Regions from separate parts of the Mus musculus genome. Here all the other regions are linked to region 1. A link is a contact called in public promoter capture Hi-C data. All regions are on one chromosome and are shown on one strand. Each heading gives the region's core, a stretch centred on a gene start, on an enhancer-like site or on the middle of the called end of the contact. The rest is flanking DNA. Distances are from core to core; before and after follow the strand shown. Region 1 holds the start of Arf4 (ADP-ribosylation factor 4). Region 2 overlaps Il17rd (interleukin 17 receptor D). Region 3 overlaps Il17rd (interleukin 17 receptor D).

What was found. Promoter capture Hi-C pulls out the DNA fragments that hold promoters and counts their contacts.
Region 2: a promoter capture Hi-C map of the HPC-7 cell line shows a contact between it and region 1. The contact joins the enhancer-like site here to the promoter of Arf4 in region 1. A contact is called at or near these places in 15 of 39 promoter capture datasets (the 3T3-L1 cell line, 3T3-L1-derived adipocytes, the HPC-7 cell line and 10 more), 1 of 484 Hi-C or Micro-C datasets (cranial neural crest), 10 of 115 datasets of contacts at active chromatin or transcription factors (astrocytes, embryonic basal ganglia, embryonic brain and 7 more) and 1 of 9 other capture datasets (adipose tissue).
Region 3: a contact with region 1 is called in a promoter capture Hi-C map of cranial neural crest. The contact joins the enhancer-like site here to the promoter of Arf4 in region 1. A contact is called at or near these places in 2 of 39 promoter capture datasets (cranial neural crest and frontonasal cranial neural crest) and 2 of 115 datasets of contacts at active chromatin or transcription factors (embryonic limb bud and neural tube).

The regions. Positions count from the first base shown.
Region 1 is chr14:26,635,979-26,639,969 of GRCm38.p6, reverse strand. Arf4 (ADP-ribosylation factor 4) reads right to left here and starts at 1,836. Exons shown (of 6, transcript NM_007479.4): 1 at 1,484-1,836. The coding sequence starts at 1,550.
Region 2 is chr14:27,094,726-27,098,716 of GRCm38.p6, reverse strand. It overlaps Il17rd (interleukin 17 receptor D), which reads right to left. Exons shown (of 13, transcript NM_134437.3): 10 at 3,831-3,941; 11 at 2,630-2,814. Among named protein-coding and RNA genes, the nearest start is that of Il17rd, 58 kb to the right of the region's middle. Within about 2 kb of position 2,301, at least 62 of the 459 cell types and tissues checked have an H3K27ac peak or open chromatin away from gene starts, as enhancers often do. A contact at or near this core is called in the HPC-7 cell line, adipose tissue, embryonic stem cells and 2 more, where this site is marked.
Region 3 is chr14:27,057,278-27,061,268 of GRCm38.p6, reverse strand. All of the region lies in intron 1 of Il17rd (interleukin 17 receptor D), which reads right to left. Among named protein-coding and RNA genes, the nearest start is that of Il17rd, 20 kb to the right of the region's middle. Within about 2 kb of position 1,893, at least 27 of the 459 cell types and tissues checked have an H3K27ac peak or open chromatin away from gene starts, as enhancers often do.

The DNA.
Region 1 (3,991 bases), core at 587-3,086:
ATTCTCTTTCAATCAGGATGGACAGGAGAGTTTCTCAAACATAGTACAGTGCTTAAACCATCATTTCACGCTTCTCCCTCCATCCCTTTAGCCATCACAAGACTCTGACAATGACAGTAACATCGACAATAAATTCTTTATTTTTCAGTAACACAATCCTGTACTGGATAATCTCTAAGAAACCCATTTATCACAGTGCAAAGTCCTCCCTTTGACTTCAGCCTTTTTCATACTGCCAATTTCTAACCAATTAAAGCTTAAATAACAGTCTGCCCTCCTAAAATAATTGTCCTTTTCATAAAGAGTATCTGCAAAACTATGAAAGAAAACATTTTCACTTAGCTTTGTGAATGGATCTCGCACAATTGTTTTTATGAATTGTAAAGAAGCTGAACAAACTAACAATAGCCAATTTGTACAGCCACGCTCTGCAGCACTACGGAAACTGAAGCGCTCCATAGGAGTGGGTGCTCAAAATAACCCTTTGCTCCTCACACTCAACAAGCGTCAACATTCAGTGTTCTCGGGGCTTTTTAAAAGGCGTCATTCAGGTCCTTGCAACTCAGCTGTGAGGTAGACTGCTGTACTAAGGAGAGGCCACTTTACAATGCCCAAGCGAAAGGCCTCCGCTGGGCAATAAAACCTGTCACAGCGAGGCAGCTTTTTAAACAAACGATTTTTTTTTTTTTTTGTAGCTCAATTGAGGTGCTTTACAACTATCCGTTTAAAAAAAAAAAAGATTTCGTCTCTAAAAGCTTTTGGATTTTATTATTATCCAGGCCAAATGGATAAGATTCGTATGAAAGAGCAAAGATAGCAAACCAAACAGGTTTAGAACTGAAAGACAGCCATGGGATAACTTTCATTTTCACAGAATAGGCTTCATAATCACGAGAAAAGAAAGTCGAATCCAGAGCAAGGCAAAGTTAAGCAAAGTGAGCTCAGAAGTCTCCGGACTTTTTTTCCGAATCTTGGGTAGCACCAAGTGTGACTTCGCCACAGTGGGCCTGGTCACTTCCTGCCCCAGGCGGCTCCTGGCCCGGGCCACATACCGATGGTTGTGTGCACAGGGCGTACACGACCAAGAAAGGGGGAGGAGGAGGAAGGCTGGAATAGGCCAGCTTCACTCTCGACCGCTGCCCACCGCCAGGGAAGTGAGGTGGAAGGAAGATTGCACCCTGAGAACGGCACCTTTAGAATGAGCTCCGCCAGTGTGAGCTAACCCTACATCTATCTCCGCTCAATCTCCCCAGGCTCTCAATTACAGCAGGAAGAGAAAGGCACGTAAAGCCAGGAGCGAGGAAATCTGGCCCAACTCTCTGGCTCAGCCTCTGTGGGAAACAAACCCCTCGCCCCTCGCCCCCATTGTTCCCCGAACGATGCTTCTTGATCGCCCTCCCCCACCGCAGCCGGAGAAGGCTGGGCGCCGGGCCACCGGCTGGCGAAGACACATGGCCTTCCCCGGCCCCGGTCCCTCACTCACCCATCAAAATGCGCATCTGCTTCTTGCCGAACAGGCGCGAGAAGAGAGAGGAGATGGTGAGGCCCATAGCGGTGGTGGCACTTGACGGTCAAAAGGAGGGGGTCTGGTGCGCCCTCGGGCCTTCACGGTTCCGGCTCACAACCGAGTGGGCGGAGGAGAAAACGCTGAAGACCTGTCTCGCTGGCTGGAGTGTCGGCGAAGCCGCGGGACAGGACGTAGCGGGACCGGGACCTGCTAGGCGTCTGGTGCGGTGGCTCCGGCGCGGCGTTAAGTGTTCGGCTGTGCCACGTCACACGGCGGCCGCGGAGACTCAGGCGGCGGCCCGCCCGCTCCAACGCGGACAGAATCGCGTCAGCGCTGCCCCACCCCCCTGCGTTGCAGGCGCCGCCCGGGCCACCGCGCCTGCGCGCAATGGGCCTGAGCCCGCTACGCCGACGTGCGAACTACCGGACGTGGAGCCCAGCGAAGACGGTTGGCACAGGCAGACGGAAGGACAGGCGGGCTCCCATGAGTCCTTGCTGCATCTCGTCCAATGGGGTTCGAGGTGAGTGGCTTCCGCCCGGATGAATAGTAGTAGTCCAAGGTTCGGGTAGGCGAGATGTGCATTGTGGGCTGAGTGGTGACGTTCTTGCTGACCTCTGGGTGACTTCTTCACGGGAGCCTCGGTGGTTTCCCACTCCCACAAATGTAATCAAATCTTGCAAGCAACCAGTAAGTTTGTCACAATGAAGGAACGAAGATGGACCCTGTTTTAATAAAAAATTTCCAGGCTGGGTAGGGACATGCGATGAGACGGATTTCATGTGAAATATCCTTAGTAGCTCGCTGCTCACAGCAAGCAGGGATAGGAGATCCAAAGACAACCCGCACAACAAAGGAAAGTCTTTACTCGCATAGACTTAATTTTATTCATTTTTTGAAAAAAACTTATAGACATCTAAAGTATCCCTCTAAGGATAAAGGGGTCTCTGATTTTTGCAGTTGGGTGAAAGTATTAGTAATTAAAGCGTGGCTGGCCTTCACAAGGGCAGCATCTGATTCTAGCTTCTCCAGAGAGAATTAAAAACAGACCTGCTGGCAGAGTAAAGGTGGAAAACTCCTAGGCATGACGCCAAGAATCATCAGAATGCTATGACGGTTTTCCATCCGCTTCCAGTACTGAGGATGGAACCCAGGATTTCAAAGCTTGCTAAGAGCGTTCTACCACTGTGGACAGTTTTCCTTTTGAGATGACAAACTGCTCTCGAATTTGTGATCCTCCTACATCACCCTCCAGAATGGCCAGGTTTCTTGGCTTGTACCACCACACCCAGTAGAGTACTAATTTTTTGAGAGGTCAACTAAAGACTGCGTTTCTGAAACAGGAACCTTGTCTGTCCTATTCATTCCTATTATTCCCAGAATAATAATGAAGAATTTACTACCGTTTTACTGGTTACAAAATACGATGTAGGGGGGAAGCAAATTATCTAAGAATGTCACCTTATAACTATTGCTAAAGTTTACCGTTAGTAGCGCCCACAATCCTACCCTTCCTAGTTAGTGTTCACCAGCTCTTAAGTATTTTCTCTAGGAAGGTACTTTTTGTTTGAGCAGTTCTCTATTTCTTAGGTTCAATGTGTGATGTCTTCTGTTCAGAAATAAGGCTTCCTATTTAATGTTATTGGCAAGAGCCCACCGTTCCTCTTGTCTGAAAGCATTAAGGAAACAGAGAACTTGGCATACTGCAAATAATGACAGGGATATGACCTATAAACTATGGTATATCCACACTCTAGGATAATATGAGGAATTAAAATAAATCAGAACTATACACAGTATCCTAATAAAAATATCTCCAAAGTAGCTTTAGTGGAATGGAGGACAAATAGTAAATACAGTAAGGTGATATGAAAATAGATTTTTAGGGATATAGCTCAGTTAATGAAAGTCTTGTCATAAAAGCTTTGAGTTTATTCATTCCCCACAGATGGGAGGTGGTGACAGGATGATGAGAAGACCAAGGATATGCTCCACTGCAGAGTACAGGCTGCAGGGGCCAGCCTCAAGTACATGAGACTGACTCTAAAACAAAACACACGTTTCTGCCATCTGTGATAAGGCACATTTGTAATCCCAGCTCTTGTCAGATAGAAAGTGGAGGATCAGGAAGACAAGGTTATCAAAGCCTGAACTCTATGAGAACCCAGCAATAATACAGTTTATCACTGTGTATATTTGTATATTTGTATATCTGTGTATATTGTATGCAAGCATGTGGACACAGCACAGGAATTTAAAATAGTATTCAGTAGTCATTAGCAGTTACCTGATTAACTATGAAGGAAGGAAAACTTTGCAGGGAATGGAGAAACCCATATTGAAAGGGTCAAAAAAAAAAAAAGAGCTTTACTTGTACTTTAAAAAAAAATCACTTTACTGAGATATAACTTCATGCACTGATTTGCCAATTTTAAGTGTACAATTTAATAACATATATTCTGCCATATAACTGTTTCTAAGGCTGGT
Region 2 (3,991 bases), core at 1,052-3,551, 460 kb before region 1:
TCTCCTGTAGTTAAAAAAATAACCCCTAAGAGCTAAACACAGATTATACAGCGGAGAGCTACTCTGGAAGGATTAAATTCTTCTTTTCTAAAAAAGTACCCAAGAGAAGAAAGCTCCAATGCTTATCTATCTGCTGAAAAGAATACTGACTCGGGGCTGGTGAGATGGCTCATGGGTTAAGAGAGCCAACTGCTCTTCCAAAGGTCCTGAGTTCAAATCCCAGCAACCACATGATGGCTCACAACCATCTGTAATGAAATCTGATGCCATCTTCTGGAGTGTCTGAAGACAGCTACAGTGTACTTACATATAATAAATAAATAAATAAATATTTTCTTTAAAAAAAAAAAAGGAATACTGACTGACTCATCTCATACTTTAATGCATCCTAACATTATTGTTGGGGATTGGTTCTAATGCTTTGATTTAATGGGAAATCTATGTGTCCAAATGCTAAAGGTCCTTGTCTCCAATTGTTTTTTAATAGATCAATAAAGATGCCAGCGGCCAATGGCTGGGTAAAGGGAAATGGAGTGGGACCCTCAGATTTGTGTGGGCTAGGGTGAGGGCGAGGGAGAAAGAGGAGAATCGCCAGGATTCAGAGGGAGATGGATCAGACTTAGAGCTGCAGAAGGAAAATCATCTGGAATGTAGGTGAGAAGGAATGCGGCCCACAGAAGGGCTGCCCAGAAGCACCCTGGGCAGCAAATACTAGGGGGCCACCCAGAAAGAAAAGGGCAGCAAAAATAGATCATAGATTTAAAGGACATTGACTCAGGAGTACTGGAGGGAAATCTATGATAATCAGGCAGAGGACTAGAACTGCCTAGCCTTTGAGCTAGCAAAGTTAACTAGTGTGTGTGTGTGTATGTGTGTGTGTGTGTGTGTGTGTGTATCTTTCATTCTTGGATCAAAGAGTTCCTGGAAGCATGCGACCCACCGGGGGGCACAGAGCAGTGTAGGTAAAAACTCCACACTATCCATTCATTATGTACATTCAAGCTAACTGGTAGCTTAAAATATGTGGCCCCTAGGATTCTATACCACACAAAAATAGTGTGTCTACTAATCTTTTGACCTGTGTAGTTTGTTAAATCATATGTGGAATGTTTTACAAATCTGTAAAAACAAAACAAAACAAACAAACAAAAAAATCCCCTGTACTAGCTGATTTCATCTTAATAAATAAAACATAAGCACTTTTAAGAATATTCCAATCTGGGCTGGTGAGATGGCTCAGTGGGTAAGAGCACCCGACTGCTCTTCCGAAGGTTCAGAGTTCAAATCCCAGCAACCACATGGTAGCTCACAACCATCTGTAACAAAATCTGACTCCCTCTTCTGGATTGTCTGAAGACAGCTACAGTGTACTTACATATAATAAATAAATGAATCTTTAAAAAAAAAAGAATATTCCAATCTTTGACTGAGCAATTCCATTGTGAGGCGTTTATCCTTGAGAAATCATCAGAAATGATAAACAGAGACGCTTTACAAGCTGGGCTAACGCAGCTACAGCAAGTCACTATTATAGATGATGTAGCTATTTAAAGCAAAAACTATGTGCAGTCTAAAAGAACAGGGCAGGGATCTACCACCTCTGCCTGTGCTGTCCGGACAGCTGCAGTCTGCAGGGGTTTGCAGCAGCCATTCAGCTGCTGAACTCAACGCTTTCCCAGCAGGAGGCAATCCCACCAGCCTTTAAATACAGCTTATTAACACCAGAGGGCAGTCTCACCCAAGGAATGGGCCAAATGGACTAAAAAACATCACATGATAACTTGCAATTGTGGCAAACAGGGCATGCCTTCACAACAGCTTAAGAGCCCGCTGTAAAGACTAAGTGTCATTGTTTATGGAAAAGCTACATAATAGCTAACTCAAGAAGACCTAAGAAAGCTGGGCACAGGGGCCCACTCCTTTAATCCCAGCACTTAGGAGGCAGAGGCAGTGGATCTCTATGAGGCCAGCCTGGTCTACAAATTGAATTCTAGGATATCCAGAGCTACAGAGTAAGGAAAAAAAGAAGGAGGAGGAGGAAGAAGAAGAGTAGGAAGAGAGGAAGGAGGAGGAAGAGGAGGAAAGGGGGAAGCTGAGAAAGCAGCGTAGACATCCAAACATTCTGTAAACTCTGGCGCTCTCTCCTACTTCCTGGTTCTCTCTAGCTAAGGCCTTCTCACTGGTTTCTATGACTTCCTACCAATCGACCTCAGACCTCTGTTACACACTCCTCCCAGTGCCCAAGATCTCTTCCAGGGGCAGTCCTAGCCTCTATTCCCAATCCCAGCCAACCTCCCTCAGGGAACTGCCTAGACTCCTAAAAGCTGTCTTCATTGTGTCCTCTCCCTGACGTCCCACTGAGACAGTCTCACACTCTGGTCACGTGTTCCATGACAGGGCACTCACAGAACATCCTATCGCGTGGGAGGCGCTCAAAGCTTTCAAGTATAAGTGTGTCATGCGAAGCCTTTGCTGCTGGTAAGAGACAAGACAAATTCAAGACAGACTCTGGTTTGGAAAGTAAGATTCTAGGTAAGTAGGTTCCCAGGACAGCAATGGAGAGATGACACGGAAGAGAAAGACGGCGTACACATCCTGCCCAGGGTAAGAGAACAAACAGATTCCGTACCTCACAGCCACAGAAATCTTGCAGGAAATAGGCGAAACACTGGACCACGTTCATGTGATTCTGGCCATCTTTATTGGAGTAGCAGAGGAAGACCTTGGGCTGAGGCCGGAGCCTGTCTCTGGGGAGAGCCGCAGCGTATGTGGACGACTCCGGGCTTTCTTCATCTAAATGTGAATATATATTTTCTAAATTGGGAAAGAACATAAGGTTGACACCTATAAACAAAGCTTTGTCTTTTCCGTATGACCCAGGGCTCAGTGTCTCACGGCTGAAATCCTAGCACTTGGGACAGGGGACACAGAAAGGTCAGAAGGTCACGGTCATCAGCAACTACTTGGCAAGATGGAGGCCAGCCTGAGCTACGTGAGATCCAAGTCTCAAAAGTAAATTTACCAAAAGGAGCAGCTGACATCTCCACCTGGGAGTCTCGGGTCTGTGACTCCAGCCTCAAGCTGCATGCACGGTTTCTGTAGTACTGTACCAGAAAGTGAAAACACTGTATTAACCTGAAACTGCCCCTGGACATGCCAAGAAACAAACGCAGCATCCGCCCCTATGGCCGCCAGTGAAGTGAAGGGCCCAGAGCTGGCTCTGGCAGCCAGATAAGCTGAGGGAGGGAGAAAAACTTTTTAAAGTATAATTTACAAAGGTAAAGAAAACCAAACCAACAACAAAAATGGCTTTTCACCTATTTATCTATCTATCTATTTATTATTTCTGGACAAAGGGTCTCACTGTATTACTCAGACTAGCCTCCAGTTCCTGAATTGGATCCTCCTGCCTCAGCCTCCCACCAACTGGGATAGCAAGCTCAGCCGAAAGCACACAAATCTTAAGTTAACATCTTCATTACTTTTATCCTTGGAGTCATCTGGGTAACTCCATCCAGATCTACAGTTTTCTAGGTGAAAGACAGAACTTCTCAATGATGGCCACTCGCCAAACGACTGTTCTCATTTTTCAGACTCCCTGAGTTTGAAAACTGGATTATACCTGGACATTGCCAGGTCCTAGAGATTAACAGCCAAACATTTAAATTCTGGGAACTTCAGTAGGCAAGGAACTAGCAAGGAGGTGTGAGGGGGTCCCAGGCCCCTCCTGAGGAAAGCAGGACTCCCCAGGCCCTGTCTTTGTCGGTACCCACCCTTGGCCTGCTGCAAACTAGAGGATGGAGAACAGTGGGCACAGCATAGACAGATACCTTGTTGCTTCTTTCTGCACATCACAGTGAACAGGGTTGCGAACGCAGATATGACAACCAGAGGCACAGTGATGGCCACAGCTCTGATGGGTCCAGCCCAGGGAGACTGCACTGGGAGATTTCAAAGAGAAAGTCTTTTAACTCAAGCAGCAGAATAGGTT
Region 3 (3,991 bases), core at 644-3,143, 420 kb before region 1:
TCTTAAGGACGGAGGAGCCAATACATAAAAGGTATAAAAATAGGAGGCCTAAAACAGATTGATGTTACTGGGACTACTCATAGAGCATAGAAAGAAGAAAACCGAATTAAAATAAAGAATACTGAATGGGCTGTAGGTAAAATAATGTCAAGATGGGTGTTTTAATGACCTTCATGGTTATATAAAAGCTGATCAAATAAATAATTATACTGATAAACCATTTAAAAGTTTTCTAAATCACCCAGCTTCTTAAGCTTTTGCTGTTGTTTGTTTCTTGTTTTGAGACATGGTTTCACAACGGAGTCCTGGCTGGCCTGGAACTCAGAGACCTGCCTGCCTGCCCTTGCCTCTCAAGCACTGGAATTAATGAATGTAAGGGCATGTATGGTGACGCCCAGCTCCTTCAACTTCTTAACCTCTGAGAGCTGAGACAGTAGCATCACAGAGAGCGTGGTCTGCTTTGTGATTAGCCCACCTGAGCGGGAGACAGCCACAAAGAAACTTGGGGTCAACTGTGTATGGAATCCCTGGTGTTTCCAGCACCCAGCGCTGCGGCAGAGACCTCAGCACAGCCTTGGCTGTGAACATACAACACAGGCTCTCCATTTCCAACTCCATCAGACACACACATGGAGTGAACACCCGACACCACTGGCTCGGACTGCAGACTACTTACTGTATATCCCAAATAACAGTGTTTTCACTGCTCTTGATTTTGTTTGTTTGGTTACTTTTTTTAAAGGCTTAATTATTGAAAACAAAGACCTATAATGTTTTACTCCTGGGATAACCTAGGACTCTTAGTGTATACTACACAAGTACTCTACTTAATGAACTACGCCCCCAGAATCTGAGATTTAATTTTTATGTTTAATTTTAAAAGTGCATCAATCTCATTAGCATGCAAATTGATTTCATCCTTAATAAATGGTAAATTATATGTATACCAAAGAGTTGTTTTAAAACTATTTTCTTCATGGTTTATTATCAGTAAAGCTATAACCCTCCTAACCACACTACTGCGATAATGCTGGTAGGTACAACTTCTAAAACATAATTTTTAAGGGCATTTTAAAAAGTCTGCAATGGCCAGTTTGACCAGAGTTATGTTTCCCTAAAACAGCAGAGTTATGGCTCATCTTTAGCAGTTTTATAATTCTCCCAGTATGCACCCTTATCAACCCCTTTCTTAGCTCTTTCTTAACAATGGAAAGCTTCTAGAAGCTTCAGCTAAGAACACAAGCATGCCCTGGGAAAGGGAAGCTGGACTCCATCTCTCAGTGCAAGCCTTCTGGCTCTCCGGTCTGGAACAGTCTTACATGACTATCTACAGTGTTCATAGAGGGGGCTTCGTGGGAGGGAGCGTCAAAGTCAAGTCTGTATGTAAGTGCCCTGCACCATGGCCTTAACTCCAACAGCCATAGAATTAGAAAAAGTCACCCCCAAAAGGGAACTCTCGCTCCCCACTATGAACTTGGGGCGGGGGGCAAAGGCCATTCGTAGCCTTTCCTATGCCTCCAAGGTGTCCTATGGGCAGTGTTTGGGCCTAAGGGTTCTCAAACCATGGCTGCTTCTTTCCCTACTGCATCAGAGTGCACAAGTGCAGGACTTACAAACAAAGGCATTGTTTTGATTTTTTTTTGCTTCAAAAACTGGGAACCAACACATTCCTTCTGGGAATTCAGGGTAAGTTTTACAAAAACAGTGTCCAGATGTGCTTAAAATTTCAGTCTGTTCTCCTCCTCTGGTGGAGCAGAGGGGGAAACAAAGGGTGGGAGAAACGTTTTATTAAAAACTGAAATAGTTATTAGATTTTCTTGGCTCGAGCACTAACCAGCTCTCAGCTGACAAATGAGGCAGGAGTACCTGAGGCAGAACGCACCCGGCATTCCTCTTGTCTGGGTGCAGGGAAGCCAGGCCAGACCAGCACAGTGCCAGCCAGGGTACAAGTGGTGTCTCACTTCCTTCCATAATGCCCTTAATGGTAAATGTTTCTACCAGATGATAGCGGCACGGGGGCGGGGGGCCCTCGGGCAAACTCAGGAAGTCAAAAAAAAAAAAAAAAAAATCCCAAGAAAAGAGCCACAGCCTGTGGAATACACTGAAATGCTCTGTGTCAAGACTGCATCCCATCTTTGATGTGGGGACGTCACTGGGCGCAGGAGCTTCCTCACTTTAATGCTTTCTTCCCCAGAGCCCTTTTTAACCAGAGGTATAAATAGTCTATTCTAAAGCTTCCCTCCATTTCAAAGGGGGTGAGGCCGGCTTTGGGCACCCAAGGTAGATGAGTGTTTTAAACAGAACATAAATAAGGCAGACAGAGCGTCAGACATAAATTATGAATAAAAAGATAATCTTAATAATAGTTTACATTATCACAAACCCAAGTTTATAGCAACAGCTAAGCCCCTTTCGGACTGCAGTGCAGCTGCTAGGTCAGCAGAGGGAAATGGTATGTCAAAAATGTGACCTACCTTCAAGTTTGTTTAACTCCCTGTCAGCCGCCGCTTGCTTCCTTCCGCCACCTTAGGAAGAAGGCACGGGGGAGGAATCCTTTCTGAAGTGTTTTATTGGGCAAGGCTTAGAACTGGCGCACTACCAGAAGGTATTTATTTATCTACACTCTATCTTAGTCATCCCCATCAGGACCCGGGGCCAAAAGGTTGTCGTGGATCAGGAGGCAGTGCCAGAGGTACCGTCCTCCTGCTTCCCAAGGCTCAGGTGGACATCATCTCCAGGGTGGACCATCTCAAGTCCTTCCCCAAAGTAGGCAGGCAGCTTCACATAGATCTATGCAGGCAGCATCCAGATACTCTCTGTTTGCTGGGAACACAAATCCCACACAGTCCCAAAGGTATCTAGCACTGACCCAGACCTGGCCATATACCCAAGGAGGCTAATTCAAATGGAAGAAAAGCTTGTTTGTTTTTACCTGAAAGAAGACAGGGGGGGGGGGGTGAACGTGCAGCTTCACATTCCCAAACCAGAACACAGGGCTACCTCAAGCCTCCTGGTCCCACACATCCTGGAGTGGGAGGTAGAGAAGCTGGAAATAGTGCCTGCCATCACCTCTTTTCAGCTCTCACAGATAGGAAGATAACTCCAGATGTTCTCATCCAGAGGCAAAGCTCTCTGCAGAAGTGGCCAGGGTGAGAACCAGCCTCAAAGCTTCCCAGGATGACTGCCTGCAACTTTTCCTTCCCTCTTAGCCTCCTGGCAGGAGAAACGCATGAATGCTTTCTGCTGGGGGAGTGGGGAGATGGGGACCACATACATCACCAAGAGGGGCTTCCAAATCACTGGGTGTTTGGTAAAGGTTCATGGTCGGCATTTGAGAGCAAGTGGTGTCTGAGCTGGGGGTATTCCGAGATACAAGCCGCATGTTCCATGTGTTACCTTACAGGGAACTAAGAAAACTGCTTGGCTATGCAACAAATGCAGGTGAAAATAACTCGGAATCCACTAGTTCCTCTCCAGGACAGCCTGCCATCACTCCTGCCTAAGCTCCTGTTGGTGCCTTCGAGCTCCAGGTAAGGCTGGCCTTCTGGACATTTCCAAATAGGTGACCTCTACTACCAGGTACCACGGGACTTCCCCCAGTGGCCCAGGTCACAGAGCCCTCTGGATGTGTCCACCTGACAGTCTATTTATCCCTGCAAGCTTTCACTTCATCTGATTCAAAAATACTTCCACGTTCCTCTTCTCTCTGTGCCTGGTGCCCTCAGTGTCACCCTTCTATGTGCTAGAGTCCAGGCCTGCTCACTGGGAACTTTAGCCTGGGACTTTTTGTGGAGAAGAGGAGTTATTGTTGCAAGATTCTCTCAGTAATACTCTCTTCCTATGCAGGGATATTCCCAAGGGTCCTATGGAAACAATGCAGTGGGCTCCCACACTTAAATAGATACATACTTATGTGTTTACATGAATATATAGTGGGAAAGAAAATACACAAGACATAACTAAATAAGAAAAGATGGAGGAACTGTAGGTG